2 separate regions of the Anas platyrhynchos genome follow, and region 2 is linked to region 1. Evidence: chromatin contacts called from public Hi-C data. All regions are on one chromosome and are shown on one strand. The core of a region is the stretch at or near the end of the contact, and the rest is flanking DNA. Distances in the headings are between cores, read along the strand shown.

The links. A called contact is a pair of places that touch in the nucleus more often than the background predicts.
Region 2: a contact with region 1 is called in a Hi-C map of subcutaneous adipose tissue, with 2.8 times the contacts expected there. The contact joins two enhancer-like sites. A contact is called at or near these places in 5 of 8 Hi-C or Micro-C datasets (F1 follicle, liver, skeletal muscle and 1 more).

What each region holds. Positions count from the first base shown.
Region 1 is chr6:41,075,282-41,083,004 of IASCAAS_PekinDuck_T2T, forward strand. No RefSeq gene overlaps it. Among named protein-coding and RNA genes, the nearest start is that of INPP5A, 58 kb to the right of the region's middle. Within about 2 kb of position 4,155, at least 2 of the 8 cell types and tissues checked have an H3K27ac peak or open chromatin away from gene starts, as enhancers often do. A contact at or near this core is called in F1 follicle and subcutaneous adipose tissue, where this site is marked.
Region 2 is chr6:41,192,310-41,200,032 of IASCAAS_PekinDuck_T2T, forward strand. INPP5A (inositol polyphosphate-5-phosphatase A) reads left to right here. Exons shown (of 16, transcript XM_072039961.1): 2 at 1,185-1,226. Among named protein-coding and RNA genes, the nearest start is that of INPP5A, 59 kb to the left of the region's middle. Within about 2 kb of position 2,887, at least 3 of the 8 cell types and tissues checked have an H3K27ac peak or open chromatin away from gene starts, as enhancers often do. A contact at or near this core is called in F1 follicle and subcutaneous adipose tissue, where this site is marked.

The DNA.
Region 1 (7,723 bases), core at 2,905-5,404:
TCATCAAAACTGCCCTTTCTGCAATATTTTTCCCCCCAGCGGAATAAGATAGTGAAATGTAGACGAACAGCTCAATTGCTGAAATTAAAGTGGAGATTAAACCCAGTAGCAAGGCTGCCTGGGATTTCCAAAAGCAGCTGGTTCGGGCCTGGGGTAATACAGGCAATGGGTGTGTGACTGCAGCCTGGTAAAGCAGCCACCCCTCCGCCCCCCCGTGCCGCCTGGCAGCTGGGCCCGCGTGCACGCAGGGCCCACAGACGCCACCCGGACAGCCTGCCCCAGGGCTGTGCACCACTTTTGCATATTTAGAATATTGAGATGATTTCACATCCCTGTGCAGTTTCCACGTTTAGTCTCATTTCTGGGCTAACACCCGCAGCGAGCTAGCAGCCTCCCCGCCACCCCACGGAGGCAGAACTGAGAGGTGGGGCTGGGAGTCCCCCCAGGCAGGGAGCTCTGCGGGGCACCCCGCACTTCTGACATGGCTGTGGGGTTGGCACCTGGGGCACGGGGCCCAGACAGTGAGGGCACAGAGCCGGTGGCCCCCGTCGGGTCCGGCCACCCCGGTGGAGCTGTGGGTGGGCGAGGCGGTGGGAGCCGGGCGGCTGCCAGACCCGCGGGAGCCTCGGGGTGCGTCAGAACACGGCACGCACATGGGCACCCGGGGTCTGCTGCCGGTTACGTAAATCAAAACCCTCATTAAAATGAGCAAGCGAGACATTTCCATCTAATTCTAATTAGTTTGAGTGACAGGGAAAAAAATAATAGCAATTAAGAACTAATTGAACAGTCGCCCTATTTTAGGAGGTGGTGATCTGTTTTTGAGCAGATAAACAATAAAGGCGAGGAGCTGATCCTCGCGGAGGAACCACAGTGCATTTGGGAGAGATGCAGTACCTGCGCTTCAGCATCTTACGCAAAAATAAGCAAAAGCCTGCTTTAAGCCTGCTTTAAAGTTTGGTTTAGAAAATGTGACAGAAACCCAAGTGCAGGCCTAATTAAGGACCAACATGTGTTAGAGCAGCACGTGGCTTTTCAGTGCCTGTGTTGGACAAGAAATGCAGACTCCCTCGTGCCCACATCACCTCTGCAGCATGCAGACCCCATCCCCTTCACTGGGCACCCATGCACAGCACAGCACAGAACTGCACTGCACTGTACTGTACTGCACAGCACAGCACTGCACAGCACAGCCCCTGCCAAGCCCACAGCTGCCCCCCATTAGCCCACAGCTGCCCCCCATTAGCCCACAGCTGCCCCCCGTTAACCAGTAGCAAGGGCCTCAGCTTGCCAGAGGGCCATAAAAGCAGCCCCACAAGCACTGCCCTCAAGGCTGCAGGGGAGACTCTGCTTTCAGGTGGGCAGTTTCAGGTAGGTTTGGCTTTTTTTTTTTTTTGTATCAACCAGCTCGTGATGGACAGAAGAGCTGGTGATGGAGGTGTGTAACTCTATGGAGAGCAAAGTTTTTGCTTGTCCCCTGCTGTGTGAGCTGCAGACCGGGGTCCCCTGGGCGCAGGGCGTCCTGCAGCGCCTCAGTTCCCCGCGGGGCAGCAGCGGCTCAAGGCAGGGCTGGGGGCGCCCGGGGCAGGGCTGGGGGCGCCCGGGGCAGGGCTGGGGGCGCCCGGGGCAGGGCTGGGGGCGCCCGGGGCAGGGCTGGGGGCGCCCGGGGCAGGGCTGGGGGCGCCCGGGGCAGGGCTGGGGGCGCCCGGGGCAGGGCTGGGGGCGCCCGGGGCAGGGCAGCCGCCGAGGGGCCGCGGGCTGCGGCCGCGCTCCAGAGCCCCCCGCGGCCTGCAGGGGGCGCTGCCGGCGAGGGAAACCCGCCCGGGGCGGTGCGAGGGGCGCGGATCGGGGGGCCGGGGGGTGCGGGGGGCTCGGGGGTCCTGCCTGCAGGAGCCGGGCCCTCGTCCTGCAGCGGTCAGCTCCCGCAGCCCGTGGGCACCTGGTGCTGTGAGCCTACCCGGTTCTGCCGTGTGCCGTCCTGCGCTTCCCATGGGGGTGTTTTGCACTATGCAAAACCAAAACGCCTCAACCTGCCCCGGTGGTGGTGTGGTAGGGGGGCTTTCGGGTGCTGGTGCTCTATGTGTGCTGCTTGCGTTTTGGAAATTCATTGCAAAGGTGACAAGGCGGTGACTTCTGCCGTCCCTGAAGTGTTTGCCCACACCTGGTGACTTAGCTAACTGAAATGAGCCCTGCAAAAGCTCTTTAAACAGTGCTGTCATCAATAATCCTACAGAGCTGCAGAGCAGCGGCAGATGAAATAGAAGGGAACAGAAGGTGGCTAGTCAAGCACTACAAAACCAGCACCAGAGTCAGTCCCTTGCAGGGCACCCAGACAGCCACCTCCCTCCCAGGGCATGGGCTGCCCTGCCCTGTAACATCCTCCTCCGTGCTCCTGGCTCTGAGGCTCCTGGCTTTGTTCAAGCCTCTTGCAAATTTGTAAACTTAAATTAGCATTTGGGAACTTGCTGCTTTGCATTCTCAAATCCCGGGGCAGCAAACTTGTTTTTTTAATCTGAGCTGGACAGAGCTGAGTGTGTGCAATGTGTGGGTATTGCCTGGCACGTTGGACCCTGCTGCCTCACCAAGGAGGTAAATGCATCACTGCAAAATGAGTCTTTGTCCTTGTTTCCCAGTCTCCATTCCTTATGGTCACTTTTTGCAGTATACCTGTGTCAAATGATGGTTTTCCCATATGCTGCATCTTCCCAGGGAAGCACGCCTTGTCAGCTGTGGGAGTGGGGTTTGTGTGACTGGGGCTTTCGTCACAGCAGGTTCTCCCATGTGGGCACTAATCACAAATGGTGGCTGCCCTCTGTTAGGAGGTCTCAATAGGTTTTTTTTTCCATGTAAGAAGGAAGACAGGTCCAGGCACTACAGTGGCCTCTATATGTGTGTCAGCGTGACCCCAGGGTGCGTTTAATTCCTGTTTTATCTGTAGCTTACAAAGGCATTGTTTCGAGAGAAGAGAGGAGTGAGAGGCTGGACATGGCAGGAAGGTTCACGATCATTGCAGGATTTCAGGCCGCACGGGAGAGTTAATTAGCTCAGATCACTGTGCAGAAATGTCCTGCAGAGTATTGATTTCAATAAGTTTTTGCTCAATTAGTGTCTCACTCGGGGAGGATGCCATTACCCTCCCACCTCGCGGGGCACCAGCAGCCTGCCTCCCAGACAGGGGTGCTGTCACACACATTTGTCTCCCTGTGCCCCCAGGGCCCCTGGGCTGTCCCAGGCGGAGGTGCTGGGGGTGCTTTTCTCATTTTTATGCACAAAGCTCCTCTGTCCCCCTTTTCTCCAGCACTCCCCCTTTTCTGTGGCCGTGCTGTTCACAGAGGTGGCTGCTGCATCCATGGTCCCCCCAGGTGTCTGGGCCCCAAGGAGCTGAGCGTGGCCGGGGCTGGTGCTGGCTGTGGGGAGCTCCTCACGTGGGAGCAGCCGGGTGCTCTGCCAGCGTGCCTGGAACTCCCCATCCCTTAAAAGGATTTTCCAAAGTCTTTTCGTGCTGTGCTTACTGCTGTCCTGCTCAAGCGCCCCTGGGATGGAGGGGTGCTGCAGGTCCCTGCACCTCTGGTGAGCATCCCCAGCAGCTGCAGCACCGACACTGGCTGTGGCCCAGCGCCTTCAGCGGGGGGATTTCTCAGCACGGGACTCCTCCACGTGCTGCACTGAGGAGGGGAGGTGGGAAGTCACTGTGGGAAGCTTCAGGGCTCTGCTATGAATACATTTTCACTTTCTGCCTTGCTGTGAGGCAGCCAGCGACCTGCCCACAGGAGCGCTGCCCAGGTGTGAAGCCTTCACGCAGGAACAGTCTTGCCCCCAGGGCTGCTCCACTAGGAATGTGCTGTGTGAAGGAACGACTTACGGGGCTAGGAGAAACTGTAATGAGCAGGAAGGCCAGGTAATGCCCGAGCAGGCTGCTGGACTCAGAAAATGTCAGCTAAATGGGGGAGCTGAGATACGGCACTCACAGGGAGCGGGCTTCAAATAAAAGCTTTCAAGCTGAAGTAGGCAGAACCTAGGCAACCCCTGGAGAGCCCCGGGGCTTCAGGAATTCACAGGAAAAGACATCTGCTACCAGAAGTTCGCAGCCTCTATGTTCTCAGATGCTGGTTTGGCCAGCCTGTCAGTTACAATACTCCCACACCGCCTCGTCCTTGGCTGCTCACCGCTGCCCCTTGACTCATGACAATACAACTGTTCTGCCAGTTGCACTTGAATAACTCAGCCTGAAGGAGGAAAAAAAAAAAAGCTGGGTTATTGCTGGGTTTTGTAATTCAGCTGGAGCTGCTCCCTGCTCTTGCTCAGTGCGCAGCCCTGGGAGCAGAGGCTGCGGGGATGGGGACAGCGAGGTGCTCCCAGCAGGATGAACGGGGCAGCAGAGGGGAGCTGGGCAGGGCTGAGGCAGGCAGAGGGGCGCAGGGTGCCTGGTTCAGCTGTGCTGGCACAGAGGGATGGATGGCAGAGGGCGAGGTGGGAAATGTCTGAGCAGGCAAACCTGATCTGGCATGCAGCTCTGCTTTAATTCCTGAACGAGTGAAAGGGCAGGCTTATTTTAACAAAATTCATTTTTTCCTTGGTTAAATTGTTATTTCAGGGCTTTATGAAAAACAAATATGAATATCCGGTTGGAGCCACTGTTTATGTCATTATGCAACTGTATTATGGAGCCCTGTTACACAGATTTCATGTTTTGTGTTTTTTTTTTTTTGAATAAATCCTTTCATACATAGACTTAAATTCCTGAGAAGTGTATTTGTTTGAAGTCATAGAATTTTCTAGAAAAACTCAAGTCAATTATGTGGATTAAGTGAATTATAATCCTGAATGACTACATGAGAACAAAGGGTGTAAAAGACCTCTGAAGAAAGCTTATTTGCTGGGGCATTTCAGGCTGAGGTTGCAATGGAAGCTGACCTAATTAGACAATTTATAGGTATTTAGTCACCTAATTTAAAATGGCTGCACTGTAGGTGCCAAAAAATCCCATTTTACCTTCTCTCTGCCAAGTTTGTTTGCAAATTTATTATGTTTTTAAACAATACTGGAGCAGCATTCTGGTTTTATTTTTCAAGGCTTGCATTTTAAAGTTGTCATCAGTGCATTCAAACAGGTGAATTATGGCCTCATTTTGGGTAGCAGAGCAGTTTAGAAAGTCAGCTGCTGTGACTCACCTCTGCTTCAAGTGAAGCATCCTGGCAAACAAGCTGTTCCAGTGGGCTTCTGTGATTTACCCTGCGATTCACGAGATGGAGATTGGGGGTGCTGCCTAGGCACCATTGCGAGTCCTGTGCTTCGTGATGAGCATGAAACCAAGGCAGCACAATGTGGATTCTGTTGTGACAAACTGATCCCATCAGAAATGGAGATTATTCAGTGGCTCCCCAATGAGTAACAGGTTTTGCATTGCTTTTGTCTGATGTTTGGTAACCTGGGTGCTCTTTAGGGTTCTTTTGGTTCTGCCATGGTTACAAGACTCTTTGAAAATGTATTTAATGTCTAAATATTTGTGTTCACCAGCAGGACATGGTAGACTGCAGGACTGTTGAAAATAAAGGCTAATCTGGCTTTAGTTTGGCCATGAAACTGCAGCTCAGTAGCATTTGCACCACAAAGGTGCTCTTCAGATAAAATAAAAAAATATATAAAATCCTGGTATTTACAAGGCTATAGCTGAGCTGCATCATCTGTGCTGAGAAGAACCGTGTTTGTGGAGAGGCAGGAAGTCAGCCTGTCCTGCCGGCACTGAGCACAAGCAGTGAATCACTGTGCTGCGTGCCCCTGGCTGGTGAGATCAAGTTGTTTTGCAATGCAGTATCTCTTGTGTGGTGTGAGAGCAAAGAAGTGTCCTCTTCCCAGAGCTGCAAGGATCTGTTCCTGTTTCAGATCCCCGCACCTATGGCTTGAGGCACAGCTGCTGTTCTGGAGGGAGAGCGCTGCCTCCAGACTCGTGTCCAGCATGAGCTGTGTAAGGATGGGCGCAGTCCCAGCACGGAGCAGGATGCCTGGTGCTGGGCCAGAGCCTCTCCCTCCAGGATGAGCAGTCTGGGTGCCATGTCTCTAAGAAGGAGTTTATGAAATGCTTTGGGCAGCTGGGGTGGGTGGTCAGTCACCCAAAGGGCTGGCTCTGCCTTCTGTTTCAACTTTTGCTGGTTTCAGCACCTGCCCACTTGATGCCACATGCAAGGCTAATGCTCTCTGCCATCTGATGCACATGCCTTGTGTAAACACCTGTAGACTGTGGCTACATTACCCCACAGGCTCCTTTCCCAGCTCTGTAACTGGTCCATGGTGTTGTTTCGATGCCCCTTCACCTCTTGTTGCCTCTGGTTTGTTGCTAGGTTCAAGGGGAGTAAGCTTGGAAGTCACACTGTAAATGGGCATTAGATACGGAGAGGTTTAATTTGGGAGTCCTGATGGATATCCTTGATATGAGGAGCTTAATGTGTTTTTATATTTAGCACTGGTACTGCGACTATTCTAATCTTCTTAGAGAAATTGTGTACAAAAGGGTATGATCCATATAATGAGGTGAAACAGGCAGTCTCACTGGGAAAACAGCCTGGTGCAAATGTAAATTATAGCACTTTCATTAGTCTAGTAAATTACCCCATTTAAAGGATAGCATTTTCCTCAGCAGAAGGAACTGGTGGGGTTGTAGGAACGCCATTGCCCTGGATGAGAGGAGCTGCCCGCTGCCTCAGGGCAGGCAGGTTCCTCCTCCCCCCGCTGCTGGGCTGTGTGGTGCTGGTGGTCATCTCGTGCCAGGAAAGAGGAGCACAGGCAGGGGGTCCCAGTCACCCCCCTGCTGTAAGGAGAACACTGATGTGAGTGCTGTGGGAGCAGCTACCCACAGCGAGTGCTGGCTAGGACACGTATGATAAGCAGCTATTCTGTAATGTAATCTCTGGTGTTTAAATGCTGCGAGAGAAGCAGCTGACAGCTTGGATTAATGCAGGATTTGAGGAATGAATATTATTTCCTCTGTGTTGCACCACCTCGTGCTCTCCCCACAGGCACCAGCCCAGGACATTTGGGTCTCTGTCAAGTTAGGCTGGCCAGAGATGAAAACAGAGGAAACCTCAGCTGATGCTTCTTATTGCAGTTCTCACACAGCGAAGTGGTTGATGGGAATGCAGTAGAAAAATCAAAAAGCAGCCCAAGGCAAGTCACAGCCGTGTTTGTGGGTGACAGAGCTGTGTGCTTGGGGTCCACAGGACACCTCAGCAGCGGGCAGCTCCTCTGCTTCTGGCAGCGCAGGTGGGAATGCTCCATGCGGCAGCCCTCAGCTGGGCACTGCTGCCCGGGGGCTCCCTGCTGGTCCCGCTGCTCCTTGCCCTGTCCCCGGGTGCAGAGGTGCCAGTGGCACCGTGAGAAGCACTCCGGCTGCTCCTCGCACCCAGTCCCTAGGCTTCCGGAGCAGTGTTTGGGTGGCAGCAGCTGGGGGCCTGCCGGGCTGTGCTGCATCCTGCTGGTATTTCTGCTGCTCCATAAAGACTTATTTCCACTGAGTGCTTCCCTCTCAGCTTCAAGCTGATGGTGCCTGCCCCTGTGGCCCTGGTGCCCGTGAAGGCCGATATGTGCAGTGCCCTGTGCTTTGTGCCTCTGGCCTGCAGCAACCAGGGCAGTGGTTTCCGAAAAGCCCCTTCTCCACACTCTGCGTGTAGAAAGGGCACAAGAGGCAGAGCTGCAGCCAGGTGAACCGAACTGATCTCTCCCTGCTCCC
Region 2 (7,723 bases), core at 1,637-4,136, 120 kb after region 1:
CCTGCAGGGCAAAAACTTGGCCTTCTGGACCAGTAAAGTCTGAATTCCAGAATCAACAAGGGGTGATCAACAGAAGGGGGGCAAGGGAGAGCTGGGGACAAAAGTAGCACTTTTTCCCCCCTCAGCTTTCAAAAAAAAAAAAAAAAAGTATTTTTTGGGTCAGCACGGGGGAGGCTACTCAATTCTTCAGCCACCTGTGAGCGAAACTTCATTCAACAGGCAGTCAGAACAAATGAATAATTTTAAAGTTGCATTCAACTATTTGAAAATAGCACATATGATGGGAGAACAGAGCAAAATGGGAATTTTCATGCCAGTATGTTTGCGTCTGACTGGCTGGTGTCATCCATCCTCCCTTCAGTAACAGTTATAGGCATCTCTCTGGTTTCCAGTGTAATACGTTCTGCTGCCTCCAACAAACGCTGTGCATTCCGGCTATTTCTGTAAGAGAAGAGGCTGATTCGGGTCTGCGTTCCCGCTGTGATGCAGAAATTAGCGAATCTTGTTGACAGTAGAACTCAGTGAATGTCCTGGCTGTTTCTGTATTTGGCACGTGGAAGTCAGCTATCTACCTTCATAACTGTATCTGTATGTTTCTGAAAAACGCAGAACTTGGTGCTTTATTATGTTTGTGCTTCTTCAGGTTTCGTAACTCATGTAGCAATCTTGTACTCTTCTCCCAGCTTGTCTTTGACAGGAGCTCTAATGTGCCTGAGCATCCTGCAAAAGCACAGTAGTGCCTCTGGGCCAGTTTGTTAGAATTAAATGCACGTAATTTGATTTGAAGCTATGTCCTCAAATTGCAGAAACTGGGTATCAGCAGTTCGTATAAAGTTGTTGATATCCAGGCAATGAGCATGTACTTTAAAAGCAGATATTTTGATATTAAAATTTAGTATTAAATCAACAGGCTTGATTGCTTGATAAGCTTGTAAGTACACAAACATAGTGAAGTCATACACAAAATGTGCACCTTCTCAGTGAAAACCTGAGGAGACTCAGAAATCAAAAAGGAAAAGTCTGTCCATTAGAGCTCCTGGAGGAACATTTAAATGCCCTTTTTTCTGTAACTGTGGAAAAAACTACTCACTTGAATGCATTGAGGAAAGTGACAAGTACTGGGGTAATATTATAAAAATACATTACTCTTATTCTTATTTTTTTTTGTTTGTTTTGTTTTTCAGCCAGAAAACTTACAGAAGAATTGGCTTCGGGAGTTTTATCAGGTAAGGTAAAAGTTATTTTCTCTTCAAGTGCTATACTTGCTTGTTTGGTAGCTTGTTTACTAACGCAATGATCTTTTGCTTTGTGAGTTTGAAGTCACTATTTTGTAGTCAAAACCAGTCTTAAAAAGTAGGTACCTTTTTGTCTTTCTAAGTAGTGAATAGTGTATAGGCATTACGTTTTCTTCTTGACAGTTGTCTAGCTAAAAAGTCCCTGACACTTTATAAAAATTACTTCAGTCTCACATGAAATGGTCTTTTAAGTCTCCCGAGTAAGAAATCTATTTGAGTAAATTCAATAAAATAAAAATGGTGACAGTCTAGTTTGTTTTTAATAATATTTAACAGTTTTTTATGTTGGTTTGCAATAGATCATCCCTCCTATTTTCCCTTTATTTTATTTTTTAGGCAATATGAAAATACTGAACTTGGACCCATATTATAAAATGTTGAAAACATAACTCTTTTTTGAGCATAAAAGCTGCTCTAACAAATTCTGGTTTTGCAGTAGAGATTTGATTTACTTGTTGATCTCATGCAGAAACGAGCAAGTAAGCAATGGAAAATGAGCACTAAAGGAACACCAAGGTGTTATGCTTTCTGTTTAGCATTAGTAATTGCTGTTTCACCGTGACAATTTATATCTGCCAGAATTGATAGATTTTCAGGTTCCTTTAAGCATGCTTAAATCTCCTATATAAAAATGGTTAATGTAACAGTATTCTGCTGTTCGAGTTTTAAAGTGAAATTACATCATACAGCAAACTTGACTTTTGATATTTTATCGTTGTTTTTTTTTTTTTTTGTAATTCAGAACATCCTGTAATTATTTACAAGGTCAAGTACATGCAATCTGCAATATTGTAAAACAGTGCAGTTAGCTTTTTTTTCTGGCAAGTTTAATGTAATTACAAACGCCTGAAATTAAATAGCCAGTCTTATATTCCACACTATCTGTCAGCTTCACAAAAGATTAACCTGATTTATTTTTCTTCCGTCTTGTTTAATTACTGCCATATGTATGTGGTGCTCAAATGGTGGAGGTTTCTTCAGCTAATTCTGATTTAAAACCTCTGCACATCTTCTGAAAAGACTCTACGAAGAAAATATAAAGTAGATATAAATAGATAAAACCCATATTTTTTCAGATCACTGCCTATTTTGTAGCATCACATTACTTCTGCATATTTACTGGCTACTGGCAAGACTCCGTACACTTCCAGTTGTTACTAAAGTGGGGTGAGCACTATGGAAACGTCTCCAAATACTTTGTGGAAAACAGGAAGAGGAGGGGAAAAAGAGAGCTGCTAGTATCCCAGAGCAGAGACCACTAATGTGTAACTGGACTTGGTCTGTCTTTGCTCCAGTGAATATCATGTGTATGAAGTTCAAAACAGGGAGAAAATGATTCATTGACACTCCCACGTGGCTGGACAGGTCCAGGATTCTGACCAACTGAGGAGTAACTGCAGCAGACCTGAACCCATCTCTCAGCTACAGTAGTTTCACTATGTCCTTCCTCCCTCTCCATTTCTCCGCCTTCCATATCTGCAATCTGAGAAAGCTATATTTAAAAAAAAAAGTTACCAGTTCCGCTTGTCACCAGCAGCAGTGTGAGACAGGCAGTCCTCGGCTTGTTTTGAGGAACAGAGCAGTCCAGGAGCCTTGAACCCTTCTTCGTTTCATCCGTGTGTTCGGTGGGATTGCTGTTTATACTGTGTTCATGAATGCAGTAGGAAGTGGAATTATAGGTTATATAAAAAGCTTTTTAGGGAAGAGACTAATATGCTTGTACTAAAAGTAGCACAGCACAGTCCTGACACTAGACTACATAGCAACCTAGTAAACGTACGACTTCAGAATTTTTTTTTTTTAACTTTGTATTGTGCACGCTTGCTGGAAGCCCTCTACAAATTGAGGTGCATCAGAAGCACTGGAAAATGACTTACAAGAAGACTCTTAATACTTCTTCATAAACTCGAAACCCAGATAAACCGCAGACCACAATTTTTTTCCATTCTTCTGAGGAATTCAATTTGCATATGTAGTTGTGTCAATACAGTTTGCATAACTTCTGAGGATGAAGTCCTTTTGCAAGCAGTCAAAATAATCTCCACAAAAAGAAAGCACTCTGTTAAAAATGTTTCTAGAAACAAAACCCCGTAATAGAAAGTGTCTTCATCTTTGAATAGATGTCAACATATTAATGAAGGAGCATTTTTGTGGCTTGTTTTTTATGTTCCAACAAATTAAAATAGACATTTCAATTGCTGTGAAAGGTAGATACAGGTCATAATCTGCATTATCATGGATTATTTGCTATATGCATTTCCCAGAATGTGGTAACATGTGGAGGACTAAAATAACATTTACATGTCACATGCTGAAATCTTTAAACTTCTGTCATTGTTCTACAAATATCTAGAATTGTTAAGATGAATTGTTAATATGTTAATGTGATTGTTAACATGAAAAATCTATTGCTGTTAAATTACACAGTCTGAGAAATGCAAATGGAAAAAATATTTTAAATTTCGTGTGTGTTTTTAATGACAAATTACAATGTAGTAGCCCTCAAAGTAGCATGCTATTTTATTGCCTTTGACAGCACAATTGATACGGCTGAGAAATGTTGCTTTGTCTGGTCTGTTTTCCTTGGATACATCAGTCTCTGGTCTTGCAAAACTGAAGTCTGCATTTTGGATGACAGCTGACTTTGTATTTAAAAATTGATTTCACTATCAAACACTGGGTAGCCTACTGCCAGTTTTCTACTATTTGCTAGTTTCCCCCCAAGGAAAAATTAAACAAAATGGAGGAGCGGTCCGGCTGAACTCAGTTCCAGATCCTTACGGGTATTGGCTCTCGGCGTGTTCCCCGGGAAGCAGTGGCGGAGCCGTTCCCGTCTGTGTCCTGTAGCACTGAACGGGCGGCGCGCTTGATGCGCTGTTGACAACCGGCTGGCTGCTCGGAGGAAAGGAATGGCCCCAGTCTCAAACTTGCTTTCTTGTTTCCCATTGTCAAGTTTATAGTAAAGCTTATCCTCCTCGCTACGCTGTATTTTCCCATCAGTGAATACGTGTGGTGTTCATTTTGTGGTTTCACAACACTTCTTATGATATATGCAGTCGGTATTGTGTTCTCATTCTGTGCAGATCAGCAAGAAGGCTTCAAGCCAGGCTAGGTAAGCTTTCACACACACAAAAAAAAACACATAGGCGTCTTTAGTAGTGAGGTATTTTAAGAACAAGAAAAGGCTTCTGAGGAATCCATCCACCTGTCCATTAATGCTTAACAAACTGGTCAAAGTACATCGTCTAATTAAAGCATAATATCACCATAAAATTCCCCAAATGACTGAGGAACACTGTGTTCCTTCTCTTCCGTGGATTACAATATTAACTTTAAAGTTAGCATATTTTAAATTACCTATGAAGTAAATAAACAAATGTCACTTCTCCTCTCGTGTTCCTCCTCTTCCCCCCATGCTCCATCCCCTACCTGAGGTGTGGTGCCGCGGGGACCTGTGGCCCAACCTCACGGGGTGTGTGAAGCTGTAGCCAGGAATTTGGCTGCTATTTTGTGACTTATTTTAGGACAGCAAATTATATGTTGTTGGCCTTGAAAGTTCAAGGAGCTCCTGTATGCTTTAAAAAAAAAAAAAAAAAAAAAAAAAGTAACCCCCCTCTTTCCCCCCCCTTTGGTGGAGAATGGAAAGTGTTTTAATGAGGCTGACAAAGGCCATGCTGATTTTTTTTCTTTTTGTGGCTCTCTTTTTGCTGCAGTAGAGAAGGTACAAGCTGTGCTTCGCTTTTTAGCTGAACAGGAGGAAAAAGGAGCACTAAATGAGCTGGCTGCCAGCTGAGACTTTGCTTTTCTGCTTGTGAAGCTTGGAGTTGGAAAGGACAGCGAGTGGCTGTGCTTTGCTCGGTATTTAAAGCATGCTTTGGGTTGGGGGCGGGGGGCTAGGTTCAGGACTTCCAGTCTTAGGTTAAAGCTTTTCTTCGTTCATCATTGCAGCCAATGGCTCCTCTCTGCAAAGAAGCCACCAAGATTAAGGAACTGATTAAATTCCCATTAGTAGCCATAGACATTACAGAAATCTCCTTTTCTCCTCTGTGTGGTGCTGCTGACTCAAATGGTTGTGTTGCCATTCTTCGTATCTATCCTTATGCATGAAGGAGGGTATGATTCTTCTGCAGAAACCAGATCATATGCAAAGCTTGCATTTTGAGTATTTTTTAGGTGGAGGTGAGGATGCGGAAGGTGATGGCAATTCCTGCAATTCTTCTTTCTTGTGGCCGTGGCAGGGAGCAGACCTAAACTGAAGTGAGAATTGGGCACATTTCTCGAGCTGCCGTACTTCGGCGGTGAGGTCTGGGTGCTGCACGAGGCGGGGGCGGTGGGGCAGTGCCCAGCAGCTGCTGCGCCCAGCCGAGCCTGTCAGTGTTCCCTGACAAAATGCTGGGCTGCCGACGTGCCAGCCCTCTGGTGGGTGTCTCTCAGCTCAGTTTGACAGTTCTCTCAAGGGTTTGTTTTCGAAGTCCTTTTCTTCCAGGGCCTGGCCACAGCTAACTTAGTTGAAAATGTCTTCGCCTGAGCAAAGATGTGCTTGTGGTTGAAAAGGCGTGGACTCCTATGTCAGAGCGAAACATTAGGCGTTGCCTGTGACTTCAGACCAAAAAATAGGTCGTATGGAAAAAAGTGATTTAGAGCAACTGTCAGTGTTACAGGTGGAACTGGTGTTAAAACAGGCAGCATAGTTTTCTGATACTGACTAAAATCACAGACTTAATGTAAATAATGTCTGATTTTTCAGCGTTAGGTTATCAGTGCACATATCAGTGAAACTTAGCTGTAACAACCTTAAAAACATTATTTTGTTCTGAGAATGAGTTTGCTTATAACCCTCGTGAATAGCATGAAAAATGATTTAATATTTTATAGTCATGTATATAGATTATATAATCATATTGTGGAAAGTCTTGTTCTTCTTAGATACAGAAATTGCAGTAACTTGCACATTGAACTTGAACCAAAGTTGATAGTTAAAACCATTATTGCTTGTTTAACTGACATTTTTCACCCTATCCCTATGATTACTAAACAATTCACTGTTTTTCTTCTCTAATATTGCTCTCATCGCTGATACTCAAAATCTACTAGCTTAAGCTGAAAATTTCTACGTATGTGCCTTACTCTGAGTTTTGGAGGAAACATCCAGGGGGAAAAAAAATCTTTATTCTGTAAATGAGACCTAGAAAAATACTTCATTTCTGATCTGAAAAAATAAACATAGTCACATGCTGGTAGTGACCGCTTCTTTACAAAACTGTGCAGCCTGCAGGTTGCAGAGTAGGGACTTGGAAGCCCCCCGTTTTCAGTTTTTGGCCAGTTAAAGAGCTGTGCTTTGTGCTTTGTCCTTCCTTTGAAGACCACGGAGGTGGAAGCCATGGGCTGGGGCTGCAGGGAAGGAGAGCCGGGGAGGGCAGCCAGGGGAGGAGAGGCACCGAAATGGGAAGCAAAGCCTGCAGCGGGGGCTGAGGACAGGGACCAGGAGCCGGGCAGCCGGAGCGCAGGTGTCCCAGGGCTGGGGGCCCCTGACCTGTGGGTGTCGCGGTCCCGGGCCCTCGGAGCACCTTGGGGAGCAGCCCAGGCGTCCCCCAGCCCTGAGCCGCGGGTGGGGAGAGGTCTGCGAGTGTCCTTTCTCCAGGTCTTAAACCTTGAACAAGTGGTAGAGGAGAGTGTAAAGCTGCTGCTGATAACATATTGCAATGTTTCTTTGTAGGGTTTTAAGAAAAATCTTTCAGGAGTTGCTGAAGAATGGCACTTAGGTATCATGAAATGCAGAGAACTCCAAATGCCGGTCACGGATTTACCTGTTGTGAGCCTGTGTGATGAGTAATCGCAGATCAGTTTCTTCCTGTCCCTAGTTTACTGTGTGCTATTAAACTGTATTAAAATTTAAGTAGCAATTGCTAGGCAGTGACTTGCTCTGCTGTGGTCACGCTGCGGTCTAATAATACACCAGCACTAATGTTCAGCTGTGGATATTCAAATCTGCGTTGAGGTCATGCAGCGGTAACCCCTTCACCCGGCCTTTCTTTTTCTTCCCTTAAATAGCTCTGTGCCCTCAGAGCACAGCCCTGGCTTGCAGCAGCAGCGGGGACCAGTTCTCCCCTGCAGGCCAGACACCGGCCTTTACCTCCCCTGGCAAGCGAAGAGCAGCGAGGCGCCGTCCATCCCCCGCGGCAGCGCTCACGGTCCTGCCCGGCTCTGGGCAGCGCTGGGACCCCGCAGCGCCCCTGCTCTCCTCACCATCCTCTGCCTCGAGCACCTCGCGGCGCTCAGCTGCTCCATGAGCTGGGGAGAGGGTTCACTGCCCAATCTCGTGCAGTATAACCTTCGAACAACTCGGGCTCCACAATGTAAGAAGGATACAGAACTCTTAGAGAGTGGCCAAAAGAAGGCAACAAACTGGGTGATCGTTAAGGTCCCTT